Regions from separate parts of the Arachis hypogaea genome. Here region 1 is linked to region 2. The links are chromatin contacts, called in public Hi-C maps. All regions are on one chromosome and are shown on one strand. Each heading gives the region's core, a stretch centred on a gene start, on an enhancer-like site or on the middle of the called end of the contact. The rest is flanking DNA. Distances are from core to core; before and after follow the strand shown.

Region 1 (6,048 bases), core at 1,247-3,746, 190 kb before region 2:
ACCAATGACAAACAACAATAATAAGATCAAAATTAAGAACAACAATCCACAACAAAAACAATTTACCAAATTAACAAATTATCAAAATGTCAAGAACAGCACAACATCCCAACAATCACAAGTTATCAAATTAACAAGTGAATAAGATCAAGATAACAAAACAAGTTAACAAAAACAAGTTAATCCACAATTGAAACAAGAACTGGAACTGCAACCTACTAATTAAAACAACCAGCTAAAATAAAAACTGCAACCTCCATCCAGTCATCCTTTCAAAGCATATATGGTTCTGTGCAATTATCCCCAATTTAACCAAATGCCCAACTAAGTGATTTTGCTGCACCAAAAAAAACTAAGCAAGATCTTCAATGAATAAATTAAATCATACTGATCTAACCAAGCAAAGGAGGGAAGGAACGTCTCTGAATCTGAACAACAAATGAACAAAAGAAAAAGCAAGAAAACAACCATTACTTTTGGTATTTTATATTTGGTTGTTTTTTTTTTTTTTTGGTTATTTGACTTTTGAGTTTATATTTGAATGATATTATAACATTGTGGTTGATCTAATACTTTTATTTTGGATGATATTTTAAAATTTATATTAGATTACAATTATGTTTTAATGTGTTTATTTATATTTTATTTATTATTTTATTATAAAACAGTTATTTCGGTTGAACCATCGGTTGAACTAATTGAAGCAATAAACTAGTGAACCAATAACTAGAACGGTTTGATGACTGGTTAGGTTTTCAGAACCTTGGATATCACAAAGATTAAAGAGCTCCAACTGAATTTAATCAAACTTAATTAGAAGCTGTGTTTTCACCTCATAAAGAGAGGCAAAAATCCAAGGTTCTGAGAACCGGACCAGTTATCGAACCGCTCTAGTCACTGGTTCACTAGTCTAATCGGTCCAACCTTGGTTCAACCAGAAAATCGTTTTAGAATAAAATAATAAATAAATTATAAATAAACATCCTAAAATAGAATTATAGTCTAAATATAAATCTTAAAATATCTTCCAAATTTAAAATACTACATGAAATGTTATCTTCCAAATTAATAATTTACAAATTTGTTATCAAACTTTACATCAAGTGTATTCCAAAAGATCACTGACTTCAATACTAAAGAATGATATTAGAGGCTAAAAAAACATCATAAATACAGTTTCATACCCTCTAATATATGCATGCATTATTGCATTTACGCAGTTTTCCTATCATCTTTGTTTCTTTTCATTATGGCAGTCATTTCTTTTTGCTTGTTATTTGTGATTTGTCAGAGAACTCAAGTTACAAGTGTATTGAATACATTAATATAACTAGGGGTGGTAAAGCTGGGTTTCTCATTGTCAAATAGATATGACAACTCGAACTGGAGAGGAAAGCATATATATATATATAATACACAATATTTTATTATTAAATCAGAGCAGCAGCAGCACAGCAGAGCCAAATATCAAATAATCATTCAACAAATAATCATCTGTAATTGAAATCAATAAATCAACATCACAGTAAAAAACAGCAGCTCTCATTAACACAATCAAAAACACCGGCCGCACAACAGAACCAGAAATCAAATAAATCATCAACAAAAATTCAAAAACAGCCACAAATAATCAACAAAAACCATGAAATCAATAAATCATCAGCAAAAATTCAAAAACAACAGAGCCACAAATTCAAAAACAGCAGCAGCAGCACAGCAAAGCCATTTTTTATCAATAATTTCAACGAAAACACAAAACCCCTGTAATCTTATTCATTATTTCAATTTCAGAAACAGAGTTAATCAACTATGAACAAGCAAGAATGAGAGTATCAATTAATCATCAAGCAGTAAGCCAGTGACAGAGTTAATCAACCAAGAACAAGCCAGTAATTGACTTAAAATTCATTATCAAGCAGTGAACAAAGCCAATCAACCAAGAACAAGCCAGTAACAGAGTTAAAATTCATTATCAACCAGTGAGCAAAGCCAATCATCCAAGAACAAGAGCTGAACAATTCTAGTGCATCCGAGGCATTACCTTCGGCGAGGGCAGGGAGCGGAGATTTGACGGAGATCGACGGACGACAGGAAGCTGGCAACGAACACTGGCGAGCTGGCGACAGACGACGGGAGCTGGCGAGCTGACGAACCCGACGAACAGACGACGAGCGAAGAGCTGCGGAACAGGACCTGGAGACGCTGGCGACGCGAGGAGGGCCTTCGAGCACGACGAACCAGGAGGATTGGCAAACGACCACCACGAACCAAGCGGCGACGGTGAGACGAGCGGTGGCGCTATGGAGGCTAGGGTTTTCAAGGAAGACTTGGATGGAACTATGGAGGTTAGTGGGTGGACGGAGCAAGTGATGCGATTCTGAGGGAGTGAGGAAGGACTCAGGAGCTCGAGAGGAAGGAAATGCTGCTGAAAGTGGCTGAATGCGAAGAGGAGGCTAGGGTTAGTGGGTTACCGTTTCTCCTTCCTTTTTTTTCTTTTTAAGAACGAAACGGCGTCGTTTCTATTCAAAAGGTGAAAACTGGTCGTACTGCGGTTCGGTTCGACCGACCAATTTTCAGCCGGTTCGACTGTTCAAAAATGGTTTCTAAATTCGGCGATTATAATTTCTAATCGAACCGTAATTCTTGTCCTCCCGGTTTTCATAACCTGAACTAACCTATCAATAGAAATTTTAAAATTGAACTCATCCATATTCTTAACAAATTAGTCAATAATATTCAATAAGAATAAATTTCTACCTCAAAGTCATAACTCTAACCAAGTCCAACCAAATATTTTAAATTCACGCGCGCTCACTGTCGTCGCTTCTATTTTAAATTCACGCGCGCATATTCATTGTCGTCGCTTCGCGCATGCAGGTTTTTCTTCTTCCCGATGTTGCTTATTCTTCTTTTCCATTTTTGTTATCTTTCTCTTTTATTATCGTCATCACTAACAACACCAACATTTTGCTAACATCTTTATTGGTTCTGATTTTCTCTAGTCTCATTATTAAATAATTTCGGTTCATTTTTTAGTTTATTTGAGGTTCATTTGGATCCAGAAATGAATTGGATGTGTTTTTGTCGATGATTGAGTCTTTTGATTGCTTGTTCAAAGCTAAACTAATTTCGATTCATTTGTGTGTTAATTGAGGTTCACTTGATACTGCTGATAAGTATTGACCAAATTTTTTATTCCTTAAGAAATTTCGGTTCATTTCTTGGTTTAACTTAGGTTCATTTAGTTTCGTCTCACTTGAATTTGTTGAACTTGTTCATGTGTGGTTGTTTAGTTAGTTTTTGTTCAAATCTAAACTAATTTTGGTTCATTTGTGAATTACCTGAGGTTCGCTTGATGCTGCTGTTAAGTATTGATTAAATTTTTTATTCCTTAAGAAATGTCGGTTCATTTCTTAATTTAATTTAGGTTCATTTGGTTTTGTTTCGCTTGAATTTGCTGAACTTGTTCATGTGTGGTTGTTTAGTTAGTTTTTTTTCAAATATGAACTAATTTCGGTTAATTTATGAATTAACTGAGGTTCACTTGATGCTGCTATTAAGTATTGACCAAATTTTTTATTCCTTAAAAAATTTCGGTTCATTTCTTAGTTTAATTTAGGTTTATTTGGTTTCGTTTGGCTTGAATTTCTCATCCTCATCTTCCGCTTCATTTTCTTCTTTTTCATCTTTTTTTCTTCAGCTTATCCTTCTTATTTCATTTTCTCAAAATTTTTCTTGATTTACTCTCTTGAGAGAAATAAAACCAAGAAGAAAGAACGCAAAGAAGTAGGAGGAGAAACACGAAGAAGAAGGAAGATGAATGCAAAAAAGGAGGAGGAGAAACGCAAAGAAGTAGAAGAAGGAGGAGGAGGAGGAGGAGGAGAGAAATGCGAGAATGTTTACGTAGTTAGAGCGTGTATTCACTCTCCACTAATGAAATTGATTTTTGTTGGGTTTTGGCTAACTTAGTTGGATTTGATTGCCAAAAAAATTTAGATGTATAGCAGTTTGCAGCCTTGCCGACATTATATAGCTACGTAGACCGTAGAGAGAGAATAGATAGCACCAGCCACATTGAAGAGGTGGGATGATGCAGGACAAAAAACGGGCTGTCGTTCTCGTCTATCGACAGGTAAGTGAATAGAGATTGGGTTGTGGCCCATACTTATCAATACCGAACCGATAATGAACAGATCATACGACTGAACACCGATCACTAATTCAATCGATAGATTACGGATTCATTCAATTAATTCGATAATAATTAAATAAAAATATAAAATTATAAAAAAAATTAAAAGTGAAATTCTTGAAAATCAATCACTTTTAGTATTTTTGGCAATCATTTAACCAGTATAAACACTAAATTATCTTTAACAAATAAATTTCATTAATTTATGTGTGCAAACTATAAAAAAATGTGAGTACAAACTATATTAATTGTTCTGATAAATATAAGTACAAATTATATACTTTTTGTATGCAAAATTCTTATAAATATGAGTAAAAATTATTGTCAAATACTGACAAAAAATAATAATATTTACTTATTATATAGTATTACTCAAATTAAAATACATATTTTCGCATATATATTAATAACCATCAAGAATCAAAAGTTAAAATACTTGTAGATGATAAAAATCTAACAATTTCTCTGTGAATAAACAAAAAATCTGAATCACAAATTATTATGTCAATAAGATTCACCTCCTTGTTTTAGGTGGAAATGGAGAAGAGAGCAAATTGCAGGCATAACCGCAAATAGAACCACGGATCAAGCATTTTGTATTCTGGCTAATCCTAATATATACATAAAAAGTGTAGACTTCCTATTTCATTCAGAATTTATATAAATCAGTATACATTACTTATTCTTTATTTCCATAAATTATTGTAAGTTCTTGCTACAAGTTTTTATGCATGCAAACATTACGGCAACTCTTTTGAACATTCATTGATTTAGTTTATTTTTTGTTCTTGCTTTCTTATAGTGAGATCATTATTTTTATTATATTAATTACATGGATCTCTTCAAGTAGGGAAGATTTAAATAAAGATGTGATAACGGTTGATCTGTCAAAACCAAGCGATTGGAGGTTAAACTGAAAAAAGTATTCCAACTCAGGTAAAATTTTCACATGCCACTTTAAGATTAACGATATCAAAACATCTTTTTTATTATAAGTCATCAAGCCAATAATGTAAAACATTAACCAAGTTGGATTTAGTGGTTAGTTTATTAATTCTTTTAAATAAGTATTAGGATTCGAATTTTATTTTGTATATGCAGTAATTTATTGACCATCAGCAAAATCTTATATTTTGTTTGGATGGAAGATGAAAAATGAGAGGAAAAGTTGATTTTTTTTATATTGTTTGGATGAAGAGAAAATAGATGGAAAGAAAATAAGAAAAAAATTTTCTTTTATTTGGGTAGAAAGAAAAGTAAGAAGAGGGAAAATCATAACCAAGTGAAATTACATTAATACTCTTCCCTATATTATATATAAATAATAATATACCAATGTATTTTTACCATTGTTTATACGAAGGGTAAATTTGTATTTTTACCATTATTTATACTTTTTTCTATCAGTTTTCATCTCATGTCCGAGAAAAAAAGTTTTCGATGGCCTCCGTACCATTTTATTGTTTTTCTCCCAATTTTCTATCCTGATCCAAACAGAGGAAAAGTTAATTTTTCATCCATTTTCCATCCTTACATTTTTTTTTTACTTAATTTTCTTTAAACCAAACAATGCGTTAAATAGAGCTTCAATCACGTTAAATTAATCATTAATATGTCGGATTAGAGAATACTGTAAAAAACCAAAGATAATGTAAAATATTATCCAAGTAAACCGCAATAGGAGTGATGCCTCTCATCGTTTTCTATCTCTAAATTAATCCACAAACCGCGATAACATAGTATTTTTCTTTTTGTATTTTTTTGTCCATAAACTGCGATGCATTGTAATAGTTTTAGTCAATTTCTGTTCAAACGTAATCCGCAATGACATATAACGATTATGTAGGATCCAAATG
Region 2 (5,955 bases), core at 3,393-5,892:
ATGATGGGGTCCTGTTTTTTCCATCCTCTGTTTCCCCAGGTTTCCCTGTGGCCCTCCGTTCTCTCGGGAGTGTGGGAACGGGTTCGAGCATTGGTTTCTGTTCGCCCGTCGTTCCTTTTGAGGTTTCTCCCGCGACCTTCCGACCTCTTGGTGGGAGAACAGGTGCGGGACAAGCTCGGGCGCCTGTCTCTGCTTCGGGAGGGGTGGTATCTGTCTCGTGCCGCTAGTTCGCGTTTAAGGTTCTGCACCCTGTGCCTGAGTTCCTGCATGATCTTTAAGTTGTCGTCTCTCGTTCCCCCGAAAAGGCACCTTTCGAGAGATCGGGAATGTTGGTTTCCTCTTTGCGTCACGGGTCTCGACAGCTCGTGAGAGGCGCCTGCGGAGCTCTCAGGCGGGCTCCTCCTTCTTCACGGAGCTCATCCGATGGCGGGAACAACGCCATGCTCAATTCAGGTTCCCACAGACGGCGACAATGTTCGGTTGCTCAGGTCTGGAACGGAACGGATCTGATCCAGTTATGGTGAGGATCAGTGAGTCGCTGGAAACTGGATTGGGATGGGCTCTGGGAATGAGGTGTATAAAGGTCCTTCGAGCTGGCGAGGCGTGGAATGTGGGGAGCCACCTGCAAGGACTCCAACGCTCAAGTTAGTGTTCGTACAAGAGGCGGTTATTAGGGTTAGAGTAGGTGACGTACCTGTGGGGAGGGGTAGAGCCCTCCCCTTATATAGTCTGTACTCGAATGGTCCCACATGAGCAAATCCTCTTTTCTAAAAACTTTCTTTCCAGCTGTCCAGGTGCTTTGGCGAGATAAAAGAAAAAAAAAAGGGGTTGGCGAGTTGGAGAACCCGTCGGGCCAGTTCTTGAAAACTTGAATCTGACTTATAAATGGGTTGGATCGGAACAATTATTATTTAAATAATTAATATAAATTATTAGTTAAATAAAGATATAACTATTTAATGTAATTAATTATTATAATTATTAATAAACTAAATATGATTTAATTATTTAATATAATTATTTAAATAATTAAATCATGTTTAATTTATTAATAATTATAATAATTAATTATATATGTAAATTGTAATATATATATATATATATATATATATATATATATATATATATATAAAGTTAATACATGTCTAAATATTATTGGTTTTTATTCAAAGAGAATAAGTCTCTCTTAGTAGGTTTCTACAACTTTAAAAGATGTGAAAGAACTCTTTTCTCTTTCACTCCAAATGCTAAAGTCTTCCATTCACACAGTAAATTAAATGGAGCTCCAATTTTAATTACCGTTGGAGTTGCTCTAAATATTCAATTTGCTCGAATTCAACTTAAGCGGGTTGACAAGTCCAATCAATCCGTAGCAAGTAGGGTTGGTTGTGAAACAGACAGTGTTGTAAGTAAAATAGACTATTTTTATTTTATTCTCACAAGGTTCGTTGTTCTCCTTTGGGATAAGTATGATTTTGGTCCCTAACGTAGAGGTCAAAAATCGATTTCGTCCCCAACCTTTTTTTCGCTCCAAAATGATACCTAAGGTTTCAGTTTATTTTAAAATCGTCCTTTAGACAAAAATACCATTCTCCCTTCACCCCAAAATCAACCAAAAATCAACCACCATCACCACCACCAGAACAGAAGCCACCACCACCACCAGTATCATCATGGTCATCATCATCATCAGAACTTTCTCCAAAATCAACCAAGAAGCCCAAGTTGAACAAGAACCCACCACCACCACCACCATTATCATCATGGTCATCATCATCATCATCATCATCATCATCATCATCATGAGAAGAACAACAAAACTCAAAACAGAACCACCACCACCCCCACCATCATCATCAACACCAGAACCCTCCACCACCCCCACCTCAGAAAATCGGAACTAAAAAAATCAGACCAATCAAAACTCAGAACCATCAACAAAATTCAAAACTAAAATTCTTTCTCTTTTATTCTTGCTCTGCTTCTTCATCTTCTTTTAAAAAAATTCAAGCAACATACACTTTGAACAATAATCAACAAATTCAGTAACAACAATATTTAAGAAAAATTTCAAAAATTCTACAAAAAATCCAGTTCACAAGAGAAGAAGAAGAAGCGGCGAGCGGTGAGAGCGAGGAGGAAGAGCAGTGTCAAAGAAGAAGCGCCCGGTGAGGGTGAGGAGGAGGAGCAGTGGCGGATCACAGGCAGCAGGGCGGCGGTGCGACGGTGCGGTGGTGCGGCGATATGGCGGTGCGGAGAAGAAGAAGAAGAAGAAGAAGAAGAAGAAGAAGCGGCGGCCAGTGAGGGTGAGGAGGAGGAGCAGTGGCGGATCACAGGCGGCAGGGCGGCGGTGCGACGGTGCGGTGGTGCGGTGGTGCGGCGGTATGGCGGTGCGACAGTGCGCCTTCCCTTCCCTCCCCCCTCCCCCCAATCTCGCGCCCCAACCCTCCCCCCCTCCCCTTCTTTCTTTCTTTCTTTCTTTCTCTGTATCCCTTTCTTTGCTTTCTTTTTTATTTTTTTATATTTATTTTATTTTATAATCTTTTTAATGAGGGGTAGTTTAGTAATAAAAAAATAAAATTGGTAAAATGGATAATTTTAAAACAAACTGAAACCTTAGGAACCATTTTTTTAGCGAAAAAAAGGCCGGAGACGAAATCGATTTTTGGTCTCTACGTTCGGAACCAAAATCATACTTATCCCTACTCCTTTTGATGAACTTCATGAAAAACGTGAAATAAAATGTCTTAATTTTTTTTTTTTTGGAGTTAAAATTTTTTTATTTTATTTTGGAAAAAATGCCAGCTTTTAACTCTATTATTTGTAAAAGTATATATACAATTGAATAGCTACTTTATTACTAGAAATTAAAGAGAAAAGGCAAATTAATAAACACTTTAGTTAACGTAAATGAAGAGCAAACATAATTATTTGGAGCCATTTGCAAAAGCCCTTGAAACCAATTGCACAGTTAAATGTGGATTCCTATGGACAAAAGCTTCAAACCTAGGCGATGACACAACATGCTCAATGTTCTTAACTAAGAAAACCAACGTTGTCTCCTTCAAATTGTGACTGGAACACACGTCGGCGATCTCAAGCGTCTCGAGTGCATTGGAAGTGTGGAGTGAACTCAGCAAATACCTCTCGCAGTGCCTTAACAAATGTGGGATGGCGTACTTATCGGCGGCGCGCGATAAGGCGTAGACATCCTTTGCGATTGTTTCTTCAGGTAGTGTGCCGCTGTAGAGGAACTCTAGTAGAGATGATAGCTCTTCATGGTTCAGGTCTGGTATGGTTATGGTTTGGTTATTGGGTGCTGCTTTGCATTCATCACACTCAAGCATGTTCTTAAAGATTTCTGATCTTGTTGCCTATATCATTACAATTCCACATAACAAAGTTTGTTATTACTAATATTTAAGAGCGAGCTTCGTTATTAGTTAGTTGGATAATAATTTTTCGGTCAATATGTATATATTTTTACTAGAATTAACTATTTATCGATTAATATCACCCAAGTGTCTTTTTGAAATTTTATTTTTAATTCATATTAACATTTAAATCAATATTTGAAAGTTGGCTATAAAAATTTTGAATTCTTATATTTTCTTCATATATTTTTTGTTAATCTATATGCAGATTTTGTGTAATGTAGATTCAAATGATGCTGAAATTCATATATATTCAGAAATTCATAAATTATAAAAAATTTGGCGTGTTAATTAACATCTCACTAAAAAATGTTAGGTCTCTAGAATTTCTTTTAATGTCAAACTATAAAGTAAATCTTCAATTAAATCTTTTATAAGGTAAAATTGTTCTTCTATATTAAAAAATGACAATTACACTTTTTTTTTTTATTGTTTTGAAAGGAGTGTGTGATCAATCTTTTATAAAACTTACAAATTTCTAATAAAGAAAATGATGTTAATACTTAAGAAGTAACTTGAGCAAGAAGGAAAGCATGAATGGTGGCATTAAACAGGGAAAAGAAAACAGAGAGAAGCGAACTGACCAATACAGACTTATGTGCAGGTATTGGAAGACCATGGCCACCTGGGCTAACAAGTATATCGGTGTGAATTTGTTCTTTGAAGGCAGCAACAATGCCTCTAAGAAAACCCAAATCCTCCTTTTGTTGATTCAAAATATCTATCTGCTCTGACCACCATCTAATACAATCATCCAATGTCTGTGCAACAAAAACAAATTAAATGAGTAATTAATTACAAGTAATGAAATTATATATAAAATAATATGAAGTAAATTAATTAGAGCTTGCCTTACTGGAATTTCGCCTTGAAGCCAGAGAGCCATTATTATTGTTATTGGGATTAGTGTTTTGTTTTGTTTTCTCAGTTTCGAGATTGTTGATCATGTTGATTATGGTCCTTGCTCCTTCATAACAAGCCCCACATATTGAGTTCCTCGGTGGCCTTAATATCAATGGCATGCTTGTGCATACACAACAATCCATATCTATCTTCCTTCTCTTCAATTCAATTCAATAATAAAGATAATATAGCTAAAGAAATGAAGAAGAAAGAGGAGAAAGAGGGGGATATGTTTGGTTCTTCAGAACATTGGGGGGGCCTATATATATAAATGGTTTCCATCTTATGTTCAACTAATTTAACATAGGATAATAATCCTTTTATGCATATATCATCATGCACAATAATGTACAATAATATTAATCTTTTTTCTATATAATAATAATAATTGGATACATAGTTACTAGTCAACTATTGCTTTAAAGCCAAATAAAAATATATTTACAAGAACTCTAATGATCAAGTCAATTCGAGGTCTAAGAAATACAAAAATTACAGTTAGAGTCCTTAATTACTAATTAGATTAGATATATATTTTTAGGCTCAATTTGGGTGCTGCGGGTGTAACAACAACAATAATAAGAGTTAGGTATAATTTTGGTCTTTAAGATATAAGTTAAAAATTTTTTGTCTTTAATTTTTTTTTGCAAACAAAATCGTCCTTAAAATTTAAAATTAAGTTTTAAAATAATCATTTTTACTTAAATATTAAAATTTTGGACCAAATTACCTATAACAAAAATAATTACAAAAGAAAAAAAATAAGAGAAAGAGAGTATTTTCGCTCCTGTACAAAGAGAAAGAGAAGAAGAAAAAGAAACTGTTCATGATCCACCTCTGTCTTCGCTTCCGCCGCTACTTTCGTACGATTTTGGTCCTTAAGGTAAGAACGATTTTAAAACCCAATTAAACTTGAGGAATGATTTTATATACAAAAAAGGGTTAGAAACGAAAAAAATTTTCAGCTTATACGCTAGGAATAATAATAATAATAATAATAATAATAATAATAATAATAATAATAATAATAATAAGCATGTGGTAAGAGACAGTGCGTTGAGAATGAGATAGGCTGCTATAGTTTGGTGGGATATCTTTTTAGAGTATAGTGCTTAATATAAAGAACTTAACAAACAAAAGGAACAAGGGGAAGTTAGGATTGAGAAGACGACTTTCCAACCATACAACAGCAAAAATGAGCATGCAAAAGAGAATCCTTGTAACCACTTTTTGGTATTTTATACTATATCATTAACTATTAATATATGGAGGTTAAATTATTAATTAATTAATTAATGTCCAAAAACGAAATAATTTTTTTTAATGGCCAGCCTGGAAATGTAAAAGTACAAGGCGCAATTGGACTTCTGGTAGCATATGATTATATGGCAAATCATGATGACTACTAATACTTGATATAATTATTATTTGGTACAACAACAGCACCAAATTAAAGAAGAATAGAACATAACGTCGAACAAAAAATAAGTCAGGTAACTAACTCAAACTGATTTATTTCTTTATTGGCTTCATTGAAACTCATTCTTAATTTTCAAAGTTGCACATCAATCAGTTTGAATATCAAAGTCAATATATATGAAGTTACCGATTGAGGTTA

The links. A called contact is a pair of places that touch in the nucleus more often than the background predicts.
Region 1: a Hi-C map of leaf shows a contact between it and region 2, with 2.8 times the contacts expected there. The contact joins the promoter of LOC112782840 here to the promoter of LOC112785154 in region 2. A contact is called at or near these places in 2 of 8 Hi-C or Micro-C datasets (both in leaf).

What each region holds. Positions count from the first base shown.
Region 1 is chr20:25,180,070-25,186,117 of arahy.Tifrunner.gnm2.J5K5, reverse strand. LOC112782840 (carbamoyl phosphate synthase small chain, chloroplastic) reads right to left here and starts at 2,496. Exons shown (of 11, transcript XM_025825466.3): 1 at 2,042-2,496.
Region 2 is chr20:24,990,664-24,996,618 of arahy.Tifrunner.gnm2.J5K5, reverse strand. It overlaps LOC112785154 (BTB/POZ domain-containing protein At3g56230), which reads right to left and starts at 4,642. Exons shown (of 3, transcript XM_025828597.3): 1 at 4,291-4,642; 2 at 4,019-4,195; 3 at 2,886-3,374. The coding sequence starts at 4,320. The coding sequence ends at 2,928.